Linked DNA regions of Sus scrofa: regions 2 and 3 are each linked to region 1. A link is a contact called in public Hi-C data. All regions are on one chromosome and are shown on one strand. The core of a region is the stretch at or near the end of the contact, and the rest is flanking DNA. Distances in the headings are between cores, read along the strand shown. Region 1 overlaps AUTS2 (AUTS2, activator of transcription and developmental regulator). Region 2 overlaps AUTS2 (AUTS2, activator of transcription and developmental regulator). Region 3 overlaps AUTS2 (AUTS2, activator of transcription and developmental regulator).

Region 1 (4,228 bases), core at 1,182-3,681:
GTTCACCTCTCCCGACTTGTCCCCAGCTCCTTCCAGCCAATGTGAAGGAATTTAATGCACCCTGTTGCCCATCGCAGGCTTTCTGCACTTGCAGCCTGATCTCTCAGTGGGAAACGAGAGGTTTTGTCCCCTAGTGACAGGCTGTCAGCAGCCTGGAGAGGTACCCTGGGGATACAGTCCTTCTGATGCCCCCAAATCACATCACTACAAATGTCAGGGAACAGCAGAGTCCGATGGTCAGCTTTCTTGTCAGCAGGCGGAGGCAAAAGAACAATCCCTGTGGCGAAGTCCTCCTGCTGTTTTTTCCTCTCAAAGCCCAAGAGCCAAATTGGGGTTGGGGACAAGAAAGTGGCTAAAGAAAGCCTCATTCAGTCTCTGAAAGTTGGTAGAAAGAGGCTGGATGGTGGTTCCTTCTTGATTTTTTTCTTTTCCTATCTTTTTTTTTTTTTTTTAAATGGGAAGCCAAAGAAGCTAAGAATGCCAGAAATGAAAAGGAAGATGCCAGATGGAGGGAGGCAGAGCAGGTAAGAGTGATAATGAAGACCGCACGACGCCCAATGAAATGGGGGAAGGGGAGCTTACCCTGTACTGGGAAACAGCCTACAGGCCACAAGAAATTTCAGGGCAGCCTAAACAAAAATCCTTCCCCTTCGCCTTAGAGATCCCAAAAGTACATTAACCGGCCTCTACTATGGTCTGGCCAACCTCATATGCCACTTACCCAAAGTTCACTCCTGTCCCCCCAAACTGGGCTGGCGACCATTCCTCCTACATCGAGTATGTCTCCCCGGTGCCTTCCAAAATCAGCTCATCCTTTTTTCTTTCTTTCTTTTTTTTTTTTTTTTTTTTTTTTTGCTTTTATTAGGGCTCCACCCAAGGCATATGGAACTTCCCAGGCTAGGGGTTGAATCGGAACTGTAGCTGCTGGCCTACACCACAGCCATAGCAACCTACGATCTGAGCCACGTCTGTGACCTATACCACAGCTCATGGCAACGCCTGATCCTTAACCCACGGAGTGAGGCCAGGGATCGAACACACATCCGCATAGATACCAGTCATATTTCTGCTGCGTCTTGATGGGAACTCCAAAAACATCAGCTCATCCTTTAACCGCCCTCCAGGAGCCGTCAGCACTGCCTCTCACCCGCTTTCTTGGGATCACGCTGGCAATGACAATACTGGGTAATGCAAGCCTCTAGCAGGCTAACCGGTAATTGTGAGACACTGGGCAAGTTACCTAAACTTTCTGCGCCCAGTGGCCTTTCAGATGGGGATGGAAAAAATGATGCCTCCTGCACTGCGTCATGGTAGAGATGAATGGAGTTGGTCTATGCAGAGTGCATACAGTGGCGGCCCAACAAATGCCAGCCTTCATACGGTTTGTCACACAGGGTGGCACCTGCTCAGATGTTGTTCCGAACGACTCTGTAGTGGCCTCACCAATACCTCTTCGACCAGACCAGAAGTTCCTAGAGGATAGATGCTATGCCTAAAACCTGCTGGAAATGCCTCAGAGCGATATACATGATGGGGATTCAAAGAGCCCCAGAAGAGCAACATCCGTGGGTATCTACTGTGTCTCAAGATTTGCAATAGATGCTGAAGAACCAGGATGGAGGAGCTTTGAGGAGCTCACCTTGGGGAGGGGGCTATGCGAGGAGGCACATCTTTTCTAAACTAAGAGCATCCCCCACCCCATTTTTTTCTTGGGACTGCCTCTAAATCCTTCGGGAAGAGGCTGGTGGCAAGCTTGCATTGGTATGAGCAGAGCCACAATTTGTTGAACATTTTGCTTTGATTAAAAATTAATAGCTGCTTTTGACCCATATGGATTAATTCCACTCTCTCTAAGTATCTCCTTAATTGACAAAATACCATTAGGTGAAAGAACCAATTAAACCAGCACATGACTCCCTCCCTCCTTCTGCCAGCCTTCATCCTCCTTCCTCCCTCTCCGTGTTGTCCTGCCTGAGTGTTTTAATAGACCATTTCCATCCCAGCACAGTGAGACGAATTCCTCAGTAAACACACAAGAACAAAGGTGGGAGGTGTGCTGGGTGCAGAGGCGAGGCCATGCTGAACCCACCAACAAGCGGAGGAGGAAGGCCTGCGGAAGGGAGGAAAAGACAAGCGATCCACTTCCATGGCCTGAAGAGACTGACAAGTGCAGCTCCTGTCAATTAACCGGCACTCCCAAGCTCATCAGCCATCCGAGGCTGCTCAATGCGCAGCTTTGTCTTAGTTTGGCACAACTCCCTGCTAAACTCCCCGGAAAGTGCTGACAAGGTTACTCTAATAACTGGCTGGACAAAGTCCACCCACTGTGCATTGCAACACGTGCTCTGCGGCCCTGGCAAAGGGGCACGAATCGCCCTGTCAGGCTGCAGGAAGAGGTCAGCGGGAGGAAGAAGGGTAACAAAGTGCTAGGACCAGGCCCCAGGGGTAAAGACTGTGCCCTCTGCTGGGGTTTGCGAAAGCTTCTAGGTCTTACTGAGTGAGTGTTTCTCGCCTCTTTCTTCCTAAGCCTCTGCCAAGGTGGGTGAATGGGAACACTGTGTCTTTATTGGGGCTGGAGAGCTTTAAGAAACCTCCACTGGGGATGGATCCAAAGGACTCACTGCCCTGAAACAGGAGATGCTTTTATGCCTAAACCCTTCTTTCATCCGGAGAACTACAGACAAACAGCTTTCCAGGGGAGTGTCTGAAAGGAACCAAACTGGTCACTTCCAACGTCGCGAGTAGGCAGCTAGGGACCAAAGTGACTGAGGACAGATTCTGTTTTCCTCAGCTCTGTTTTCTTCAGTTTTTTACAATGGCACAGCCCAACACGGGATCCAGGTCTGTGCCTTCTCGTAGTTGTACACTGAGACAGCAATGGGACACAGGGAGCTGCATTTTAAAAAAATCTGGAAGGGTCTTCGGAAATCACCTACTCAGTAATATGTATCAGAAAAATTTCAAACACAGAAAAGCGGAAAGAACTTTACAGCGAACACCCCCCACATACCCGACACCGGTGTCCTTCTACTTAACATTTGATTAAATTTGCTTTATCATGTACCTATCCCACCTGGCCAGCCTAATAGTTACCTATCATTCCAACTTCCTTTAATTGCTTTAAAAAATGTTTTTTTTTCCTTTTTTCATGAAAATATTTACAGTGTTGTGCCAATTTCTACTGTATAGCAAAGTGACCCAGTCATACATATATATACATTCCTTTTGCTGTATTATCTTCCACCATGGTCTATCCCAAGAGACTGAATACAGTTCCCTGTGCTCTACAGCAGGATCTTCTCATTGCTTATCTGTTCTAAATGGAATAGTTTGCATCTACTAACCCCAAACTCCCGGTCCATCCTACCCGCTCCCCTCTCCCCCTTGGCTATCACATGATCCAGCAATTCCACTCCCGGGCATATATCCCAACAAAACTACAATTCAAAAAGATACATGCACCTGTATTTATTTATTCACTTTTTTGTCTTTTGTCTTTTCAGGGCCGCACCCGAGGCATATGGAGGTTCCCAGGCTAGGCGTCTAATCGGAGCTGTTGCTGCCGGCCTACACCACAGCCACAGCAACGCCAGATCCAAACTGCGTCTATGACCTACACCACAGCTCACGGCAATGCCAGATCCTTAACCCACTGATCGAGGTCAGGGATCGAACCCACAACCTCACGGTTCCTAGTTGGATTTGTTTCCACTGTGCCACGACGGGAACTCCATGCACCTGTATTTTCACAGCAGCACTATAGTCAAGACATGGAAACAGCCTAAATGTCTATTGACAAATAAATGGATTAAGAAGATGTGGTACATAAAAAATGTATTTTTATTTTATTATTATTATTTTTATAGCCACACCTGTGGCACATGGAAGTTCCTGGGACTTCCATAGAAATCGGGACTGCAGCCGAGGCCTACCACAGCAATACCGGATTCAAATGGCATCTTTGACCTACAGCGCAGCAATACTGGATGCTTAATACTCTGAGCGAGGTCAGGGATCGAACCCACATCCTTACAGAGACAATGTCGGGTCCTTAACCAGCTGAGCCACAACACAAACTCCTAAAAAAAAAAACCCAATTTTTAAAAAGCTACCTGAAGAACACTTTTTTCTAAGTCAAGTCTTTGGAGAAAGGCAAATCTATGAAACGGACAGAAGTCAAGCTACTCCAGTTGAAGCAGGTCAGGCCCCTGATGTCCTAACAACCCAC
Region 2 (4,228 bases), core at 1,269-3,768, 240 kb before region 1:
GGTGACTGTCTGACTCAAGGGACGTGCTCCTTCACCAGAGTGGCTCTGGGGTCCTTCTGCCAACTCCAGGTGTACCATGTACCAGCACCCCGGCCCTGGGCAGCTTCTAGCTTCTTTGGCCTCTCTGAGCCCTAAGTGCCCATGAGAACTCCGACTGGGTCAGGAAATTCTCCCATTGTCAAGGTCTTGGCTGGGGGGGGGGGGGGGGCACTCACTGTCTCCCAGTTTAACCATGTAACTGAGAACCCAGAGGCGCTGAAATGTTCTTTTTTCCCCCCAATGTTCAATCTGGAAGGGCGTGTGTATCAACTTCAGATGAGAGTTTCAAAAAGAACATCTCTTTCACATGACTAAGGGTGGGCTTAGGGAAATGTGCCCTCATAAGGCACCCCCCGCCCCCAGCCCTGCCCTCGCAGGTGATCTAAGAAACCTTGGGTTCTAAACTCCTAGCTGCGTCTCCCCATCTGGAGACAGCTTCTAATTCTGATATGTTACCAAATCATTGGTTTTAACCAACACTCAGCTCTATTTTAGAAGAGATGAAATTTAAATACTAAACTGAACTAAAAAGGTTGGGTGTAAAAGCTAAGTTATGTGGTAAAACAGGCCCATGCCCACTAGGCCTTCAATAACAGTTATAAGACAGTATTTCGGGACCTGACAGTTTTTAAATCTCCCTAAAATTCACAACAGTTTGGATCTAAAATACATGAGCACGTTACAGATCATTTAAGAATGTGCAAGGGATGTGGTTTTCTGGTTTATTAAGGTGACATACACACAAAATTTAAAAAAAATTCAACGTAAAGAATAATGTTCCGGAGTTCCCATGTCGTGGCTCAGCGGTTAACAAACCCGACCTGTATTCATGAGGATGCGGGTTTGATCCCTGGCCTCACTCAGTGGGTTAAGGATCTGGCGTTGACGTGAGCTGTGGTGTAGGTTGCAGATTCGACTTGGGTTCTGAGTTGCTGTGGCTGTGGTGCAGGTCAGCAGCTACAGCTTGGATTCGACCCCTAGCCTGGGAACCTCCATATGTCACAAGTGTGGCCCTAAAAAGACAAAAGAAAAAAAAAAAAAAAAAAGAATGTTTCAGAGGGCACTAATGATTTAAATTTAATGGACGCTCACTCCCACCTTAAGAGTGCCTGAGCCCCACTTCCCCTTATCAATTAACCTGTCAGCTTGATAATCAAGTCTAATTAGTTAAATCCTTTTTTAATGAAAAGATTATGCCTTAAGCGTTCTGCCAGTTCCAGGGCTGTTGGCAACTACTAAACTAATCTCTGCAAATTTAGGGGGTGGGGAGGCGAATCTTTAAAGTCCACTGGAATCCAGAGCTCCAAAGGCTCATCTGCCTGAATCGTAATTATTTACAGCCTACAAAATACAACGACCACGCCGCACACAAATGCCGAAGTTCTTCTGCACATGCAAAGCAGCGACTTACACACATCCAAGAGAAATGGCTAAGAAAACTGGACTCATCGTTTCAAGTGGTGTGGAAGCTGACAGAAAAACGGGATTAAAATAACTAAACAGTTAATGCGTCCCAAGTTAATTGCCACTATGAGGAATTCATAATGAGGTTTATCCTATAAGACAACGAGGCTGGGCCCTTCCAAAAGTCCATGTCACTTAAAAAACACACTTTGAAAAGGGTGTGGTGGGGGGAGAGGAGGGGGGATGGAATTCAACACTGATTTCAAGAGGCCACAGAGACGTGCCAAAAGCATAACCCTGATTGGACTGTGGATCCAAAAGAGAAAAAATGCACCCACACACTTTGGAAACAAACAAGGTAAGTTCAACATGACCTTTAGACAAAATTCCAGAATCGCAGTAAACTTTTTTTAGGTGATGATGGTATTGATGTTCCGTAGAAAAATACAGGAGAAGAACTGAAGTATTCTGATACTTTTCACTTAAAACGATTTAGCAAAAAAAATAAGAAGAAGAAATAAAAAAAGATTTAAAAGCCAAGTGTGGCAAAATGTTAAGATTTGGTGGATCTACATGAAGAGTGCATAGACATTTGTTGTAGTCTTTCAACATTTCTGTAGGGTTGCAATTCTAAAACAAAACCAAAAAAAAAAAAAGAAAAGAAAAAACTGGAGGCAAAACTTTTTGTGTGTGTGTCTTTTTGCCTCTTCTAGGGTTGCACCTGCGGCATATGGAGGTTCCCAGGCTAGGGGTCTAATAGGAGCTGTAGCCACTGGCCTGCACCGCAGCCACAGCAACACCAGATCCGAGCCACGTCTGCAACCTACGCCACAGCTCATGGTAGCACCAGATCCTTAACCCACTGAGCGAGGCCAGGGATCGAACCCGCAACCTCATGGTTCCTAGTCGGATTCATTAACTACTGAGCCACGACAGGATCTCCTGAAGGAAAAATTAAAAAAAAACAAAACAAACAGGTCATGGTTCAATAGCCCTGGAGTCAATCTGGACTACCCCACAGGACCATGAGCTGCCAAGAACAGAGCCATGTCCATCTCAATGTCCACTGTCCTGGCACGAGGGGGCACTCAAGTATCTGATCAATGGATGGGTAGATACGCCAATGAAGTTCTGGCTCCAAAACACCTCAGTCATGGGAGCAGGTCATGAGTCTGAGCCGCGGCAAAGCAGTGACAACACCAGCCTTGGAGGTCCCTTGTACCTATTAGAGAGATGTTTACCAGGGGCACAGCAATGTGTCAGGTGGCATGTACTTGGCACTTAGCCAAGGGCACTACCACTATTACTATCAGATAAGTCAATACTTTTTAAAAAATCCTTGATACTGACAAGTCGAAGGGGTTTTGGTTTTCCACTGAAATCGTCCAGACGTATAGAATGGCTGTTTCCATTGTACTTTCACGTCCTCTCAAAACTGCCCCTGTGCTGGTCCCTCTTGTTAAAGACTCTTGTGCTTTATGGGGCACGAGCTATTTCTTTACGCCGTCACCTGACATGGGACACCCCTTCTAACCGGGAGGCATGTGCGCGGGAACGGATGCCCCTGGCATGAGAAAGCTTTTCACAGCAAGCCTCTCTCAGCCGTGTAGAGAGATGTGCTGTTACCTGAAGGGGTTTAAAAGAAAGTCCTCGGCTGCCGAAAGCCCAAAGGCAATTCTAAGGGGGTTAACAGGCTTGAGCTGGTGAGAAACACCACCGTGGAAGAGTCTGGTGGTGAGGCTAACAGCACCTTTCCAGAGAGAGGCAGGGCAAGCGAAGGGGCATGAATGTGTCTACGTGCGTGTGTGTGTGTGTGTGTGTGTGTGTGTGTGTGTGTGCACTGCACGCAAAAAACACCAGCAATAAGAAAACTGAAACGAGAGGTTGGAGGGTGGGGGGATCCATTAGGGCTTTGAGATGGAAATGATATAAAATTGGGTTGTGATGACTGTTGTACAGCTATACATGTAATAAAATTCATTGAGTAATAAAAAATAAATAAATTTTTTTAAAAAGATCCCCACTAACCACTTCCTTCTCCTCAACCCCTTGCAGAAACATGCCTGCAGGGAAGAACACTGGAAAGTTCGAGAGCAGCTGTCTGCCGCCTCAAGGCCACCTCTCCCTCCCCAGGCATGATCCCAACAGACCAGCCTGCCGACGTGTGACTCTGAGACCAGCAGGCATGATGGATGCTCACACCCCAACAGTATCCCTAAGGCAGCACGAGCTCTCTCCACTTCCTTAAACTCTTGAGTCCTGTCAATATTACAGCAAACAAAGTAAGTTTAGGTTTCACTAAATCCCCTGGCAGCCTGATGGCATAAAACGGAAAAGCTCCACAGTGAACCGTGGATCTGCCTATAATACACTCCATGGGGCAATGATTCCGACGTTGGCAGGAAAGGCTTTCAGACTCCTGTGAGCTGTGGTGTAAGTCGCAGACATGGCTCAGATCAGCGTTGCTGTGGCTGTGGTGTAGGCCAGCAGCTACAGCTCTGATTCGACCCCTAGCTTGGGAATCTCCACATGCTGCAGGTATGGTCCTAAAAAGTCAAAAGACAAAAAAAAAAAAAGAATCTGACTGCAGTGGCTCAGGAGGTGCAGAGGCTTGGTTTCAATCCCTGGCCTGGTGCAGTGGGTTAAAGGACCCTGTGGTGCCACAGCTGTGGTGTACATGGCAGTTGCAATCCCTGGCACCGGAACTTCCACGCACTGCGGGTGTGGCCATTAAAAAGGGAAAAAAAAAAAAAAAAAGGAAGAAATTTACAGCTTAATATCTAGT
Region 3 (4,228 bases), core at 548-3,047, 210 kb before region 1:
CACCCAGAAGAAACGAGGGCAGCGGGCTCAGGCTAATCATAAAATGAGCTGCAGCATTTCTTTCTGCCGCCCAGGTGGTTCCAACCATGGCGGACCACTGTCCTGAAAAGTCAGAAAAGAGCTTCTCAGCCCGAGTCTGAAGCAGGAACTACGAGAACATTCTCAGCTTTTTCTCCCTGAACTTTCAGATTCTACTTGCGCTTGAAAGCATTTGAACAAATTTGTGGTTCTCTGGATCTTAATCTTTGGGATGTTTTCTTTTTCACTGTTTTTAGGAAAAAGTCTGCAATTCCTTACATTACCTGGAACATTTTCCTGCCCCCCCCCTTTATAATCAGCAGTTCGGCTAATGGAAACGTGCCGAGCCGAGACTTAGCTAGCGAGCAGATCCTCTCCTCTCCTTTATTTTTTTACCACGGGGGCACCTCTACATACTAACGACTTCAGGTTTTGCTCGCCATTTCGTTTCATCCCCCTCGCTCGGTTTCGGAGAGTGAGGGCGTGAAGTGGCTGCATCTAGAAAGGATAGAAAAACAAAGCTCCCTCTTGGCTGTTTTTTATGGGGGGGGGGTTAATACTGAAAAATTGCTAGACGCCGTAGTTGGTGTTTAAAGAAAAGTTAAATAAGTCAAAGAGATTGAAGGAAGGAACACGGAGAATGAGGAAAACGAATAAAAGCCTTCGGAGGAGCAGACAGGGGTGGGACGCAGCCTCTCCTGTTAAAGGTCCACCTTCATTCCCTTCGCTCGCGGACCCCGCGGACGGCCCTCCGCACCCGCACCCGCACCCGGAGGGGCTTTGCAACCAGAAAAGAGAAACCTCCCCGAAACTTGGGTGCGAGTTCTTTGCCCAGCGGCCGCGATCCCAGCCCAGCTCTCCTTTCGCTTCCCTGGGCACCGCGCGTGCGGGCCAGGATCCCGACCTCTGCGCGGGGAAGCGCTACCCCCGGCACCGGTAGCGAGCGCAGCGCCCAGAGCTCTAGCCCGAGCGGGTGCCAGGCCCCGGCCGGAGGCAGGCGCAGCCCCTCGGGGCGGCTCCGGTCCCCGGGCACGACCGCGTAGCTCCGGCCGCTCGCGCCGCCGCTCCCCGCCGGAGCCCGGCGGGCCAGGGGAGGAAAGTACAAAGGCGGGCGACCGGGCCGCGGAGGGAGGGCGGGCGGCGGGAGGGAGGAGGGGTGGCGGCGGGGGGTTCGGGCGCGCCAGACGCGAGGAGCTCGCCCCTGCCACCCCTGCCCGCCGGCCCGGCCGCCGCAACAAAAGACCCCCGGCCCGCCGCTCCCTCCCGACCACCGGCGGCAAGCGAGGGAGCCGCGCCCCCGGGGCTGCATTACCTGGTCGTAAAGGGTTAAGCAGTCCTGTCAGCCCCAAGTTCATGGTTTGGTTCCAGAGCAAGGCTCACGATGGGGGATCGTCAGAGACCAGGGGGAAAGCCAGCCAAACACACGAAGAGAAAACGCCCAACTCCGACCGGGCTCCGTCCGCGCGAGTCTCTCCTTTCCAGGTGAAAGTCTGAAAGCGGAGGCACGCCAACCAAATCCGTACGGGCGGCAGCTCCGGGGCGGCCGAGCGCCAGCGCCTGCACACATCCAGCGCGGCCGAGGCCAAGCGGGCGGCGGCGACGGGCGGGCGGCCGGGAGGGAGCGCCCAGCCGGCGCTCGCCCGCTGCCTCCGGGCGGCTCCGGCGGCGCGCGGGGCCGCGGGGCACGGCGGGGACCGGAGGGGCGTCCCGGGCGGGCCGGCGAGCGGGCGAGGCGGAGAGGAGCGGCCCGAGCCGCGGCCGCGGCGCGCGGAGCTAAGAGCGAGGCGGCGGCGGCGACAGGACAAAGGAGACCATGTGCGGAGGGGAGGAGGGAGAGGGAGGAGGAGGAGGAGGGCGCGCGGCGGCGGCGGCGGCGGCGGCGGCGGCTTCTCCCCGGCGGCCGCCTCGGGCTCCCCGACTGCCGCTCCCGCCTCTCCAGCAGCACCGCGGGCCGACCAGTCCCGGTCCCGGTCCCGCCGCCACCGCCGCGGCGCTGGAGGAGACGCTCTGGGAGTCTTTATTCGGAGCCGATCTCACTGGCGCGCGGCGCGGGCGGCGCTGCAGCGGCCGGGGCGCCGGGCGGGCTACGCGGGGCCGGCGGCGCCTCCCGGCCGGAGCTCGCGGGCGGACGGGCAGCGCCTAGGGCTGGCTCGGCTCCGGCCCGCGCTCCGCTCGCGGGCGCCTGCCTCTCCCGCCGGCTCGCCGCTCAAGTAAACTCCATCGGCCGCCGGCGCCGCGGGTTCCCTGGCTGGACGGGTGGCGGGAGGGGGCGGCGGCGGCACAGGGGCCCCTCGCTCCGGACTTCGCTCCCCGACTGCGCCGAGCGCGCCTCCTCCAGACGCTCGCAGCTCTCGGAGCGGGACTTCCTCGGCGCGCCGAGCCCGAGCCGCCGGTGCCGCCGCCCCTCCTCCGTCCCGCCCCGCGCGCCCCGCCCCTCGCCGCCCCTCCTCTCGGCCCCGGCGCCGGGTCGGCCCCGCGGGGGCGCAGTCCCCGGGCTCGGCCTCGACAGCTGTCGCTTCCCCCTCCCACCCCCGCGGCTCGGGCCCGAGGTCCCCACGGCCGCCTTCCCGGCGGGCGGGCGCGGCGGGCACTGCCGTGTCCTCCCCGCAGCTGCGGCTTCCACGACTGCGCCGCGGCAGGGAAAGGCCACTAGGCCCACAGGCTGGGGCTGTATTGCCACTAGGCCAGTCACATCTGCAGAGAGCCAGCTCTCAGGGTAGTTGTGATGAGAAATGAGAAAGTAAGTTATGGAAACCACCTGGCACATAGTAGGTGTTCAATAAGTACATTGTTGAAAATGGAGGCGGGGGGGGGGTGCGCAGCCAGAGTCTAGTATTCGAAGAAAGTACTTAATCCAACCTTATCCCCGCCTGGTCAAAGGCTGAACACAGCGGCTCAAGGATACCAGCGCATGAAGTGGCCGTTACAAGTGCCCCTCCCCTTAGTCCTCAAATCCACTGTCATTTATACACCTTCCATCCACAAATGTGGCGCTGGTTGTGACCGCCAGATGCAGGGAAAGGATTAAAGCAAAGCCACAGCCTCACTGAATGCACAATTACTATCATCCTAACATTTACCGTCATGTGTTCTCTAGCGCCCTGTGTAGCGCCTGCCCGAAAGGGGTGGCGGGGAGGGCGGAGGTGCTCAATGACCACAAACTTGGCCCCTAGTGGATGCCCCTGAGCAACACACGGGCAACCAGAGCGCCAAAGCTCCCTTCTGTCCAGTCTGGTGGGCCCCTGGCCAGAATTCTGGCCTCCTTACGCTACTACCCCAACCACAGAGGCCCTGCAAGAGTACCAGGCCATACCTGGGGGCAAGGAGACACCCCCCCCCCCGCAAACATCTGGAGTTTTCATTCCCCATCTGCAGCTTGGCAGGGTCCCTCCTTGGTGCATAGGAAAGGTTGCTGAGGTTTTCTCAGCACAGGGCAAACAGGCCAGCAGAGACCTAGGTTGCAACTGGGAGGGTTCTAGGGTAGAGCCAGTGGGTGAGAGCTCCTGATTTCCCTTCAGTGCCACGGTCACCTGGAGTGCTACTGGGAAAGAGGAAAAAGGGACAGGGCTGGGAGAGATGTACATCACATACAAATGACATGGAGACTGGTTTCAAGCAGCAATGTCCATTCCTCACCTCTTTGAAGTTGAACATCCATCTCTGCTTGATTTCACGGCCCTCTCGAGAAAACCTCTCCAGGGAAAAAAAGTGGGTGCCTGCCGTATGGCATAATTCTTCTCCAACTTCCAAATACAATTAATTTCAGAAGTAAGAGGCACTCTCTCTCTAGTTTCACAACACCTCCCCCAACCCAAATGGTAGCACTGTGGGGTGTTTCTACCAATTTTTTTTTTTTTTTTAAAGATAGGTAACAGATTTTTCTCTACCCTGACTCCCAAAGAAATCCAAAGAAAAGGTGCCTTGGAAAGTGTGAATTTGGAGCTGGATTTTCCAGTTGCTTAAGAGCTGTCTCAAAAACAGCCAAAAAGAGTTCTTGTCATGGCTCAGCCGTAACGAACCCAACTAGTATCCATGAGGACACGGGTTCAATCCCTGGCCTCACTCAGTGGGTTAAGACTCTAGCGTGGCTGTGAGCTGTGGTGTAGGTCACAGACATGACTCAGATCCTGTGTTGCTGTGGCTGTGGATTTGACCCCTAGCCTAGGCACTTCCATATGCCACAGGTGCCACCCTAAAAAAGCAAAAACAA

Evidence for each region. A called contact is a pair of places that touch in the nucleus more often than the background predicts.
Region 2: a contact with region 1 is called in a Hi-C map of liver, with 3 times the contacts expected there. The contact joins two enhancer-like sites. A contact is called at or near these places in 3 of 47 Hi-C or Micro-C datasets (liver and skeletal muscle).
Region 3: a Hi-C map of liver shows a contact between it and region 1, with 2.3 times the contacts expected there. The contact joins two enhancer-like sites. A contact is called at or near these places in 1 of 5 promoter capture datasets (liver), 7 of 47 Hi-C or Micro-C datasets (embryonic fibroblasts, epiblast stem cells, liver and 1 more) and 1 of 2 datasets of contacts at active chromatin or transcription factors (skeletal muscle).

The regions. Positions count from the first base shown.
Region 1 is chr3:14,485,409-14,489,636 of Sscrofa11.1, reverse strand. The region is part of intron 5 of AUTS2 (AUTS2, activator of transcription and developmental regulator); the gene reads right to left. Among named protein-coding and RNA genes, the nearest start is that of GALNT17, 540 kb to the left of the region's middle. Within about 2 kb of position 2,431, at least 8 of the 83 cell types and tissues checked have an H3K27ac peak or open chromatin away from gene starts, as enhancers often do. A contact at or near this core is called in liver, where this site is marked.
Region 2 is chr3:14,724,656-14,728,883 of Sscrofa11.1, reverse strand. The region is part of intron 6 of AUTS2 (AUTS2, activator of transcription and developmental regulator); the gene reads right to left. Among named protein-coding and RNA genes, the nearest start is that of GALNT17, 300 kb to the left of the region's middle. Within about 2 kb of position 2,518, at least 3 of the 83 cell types and tissues checked have an H3K27ac peak or open chromatin away from gene starts, as enhancers often do. A contact at or near this core is called in liver, where this site is marked.
Region 3 is chr3:14,699,265-14,703,492 of Sscrofa11.1, reverse strand. The region is part of intron 5 of AUTS2 (AUTS2, activator of transcription and developmental regulator); the gene reads right to left. Among named protein-coding and RNA genes, the nearest start is that of GALNT17, 320 kb to the left of the region's middle. Within about 2 kb of position 1,797, at least 47 of the 83 cell types and tissues checked have an H3K27ac peak or open chromatin away from gene starts, as enhancers often do. A contact at or near this core is called in liver, where this site is marked.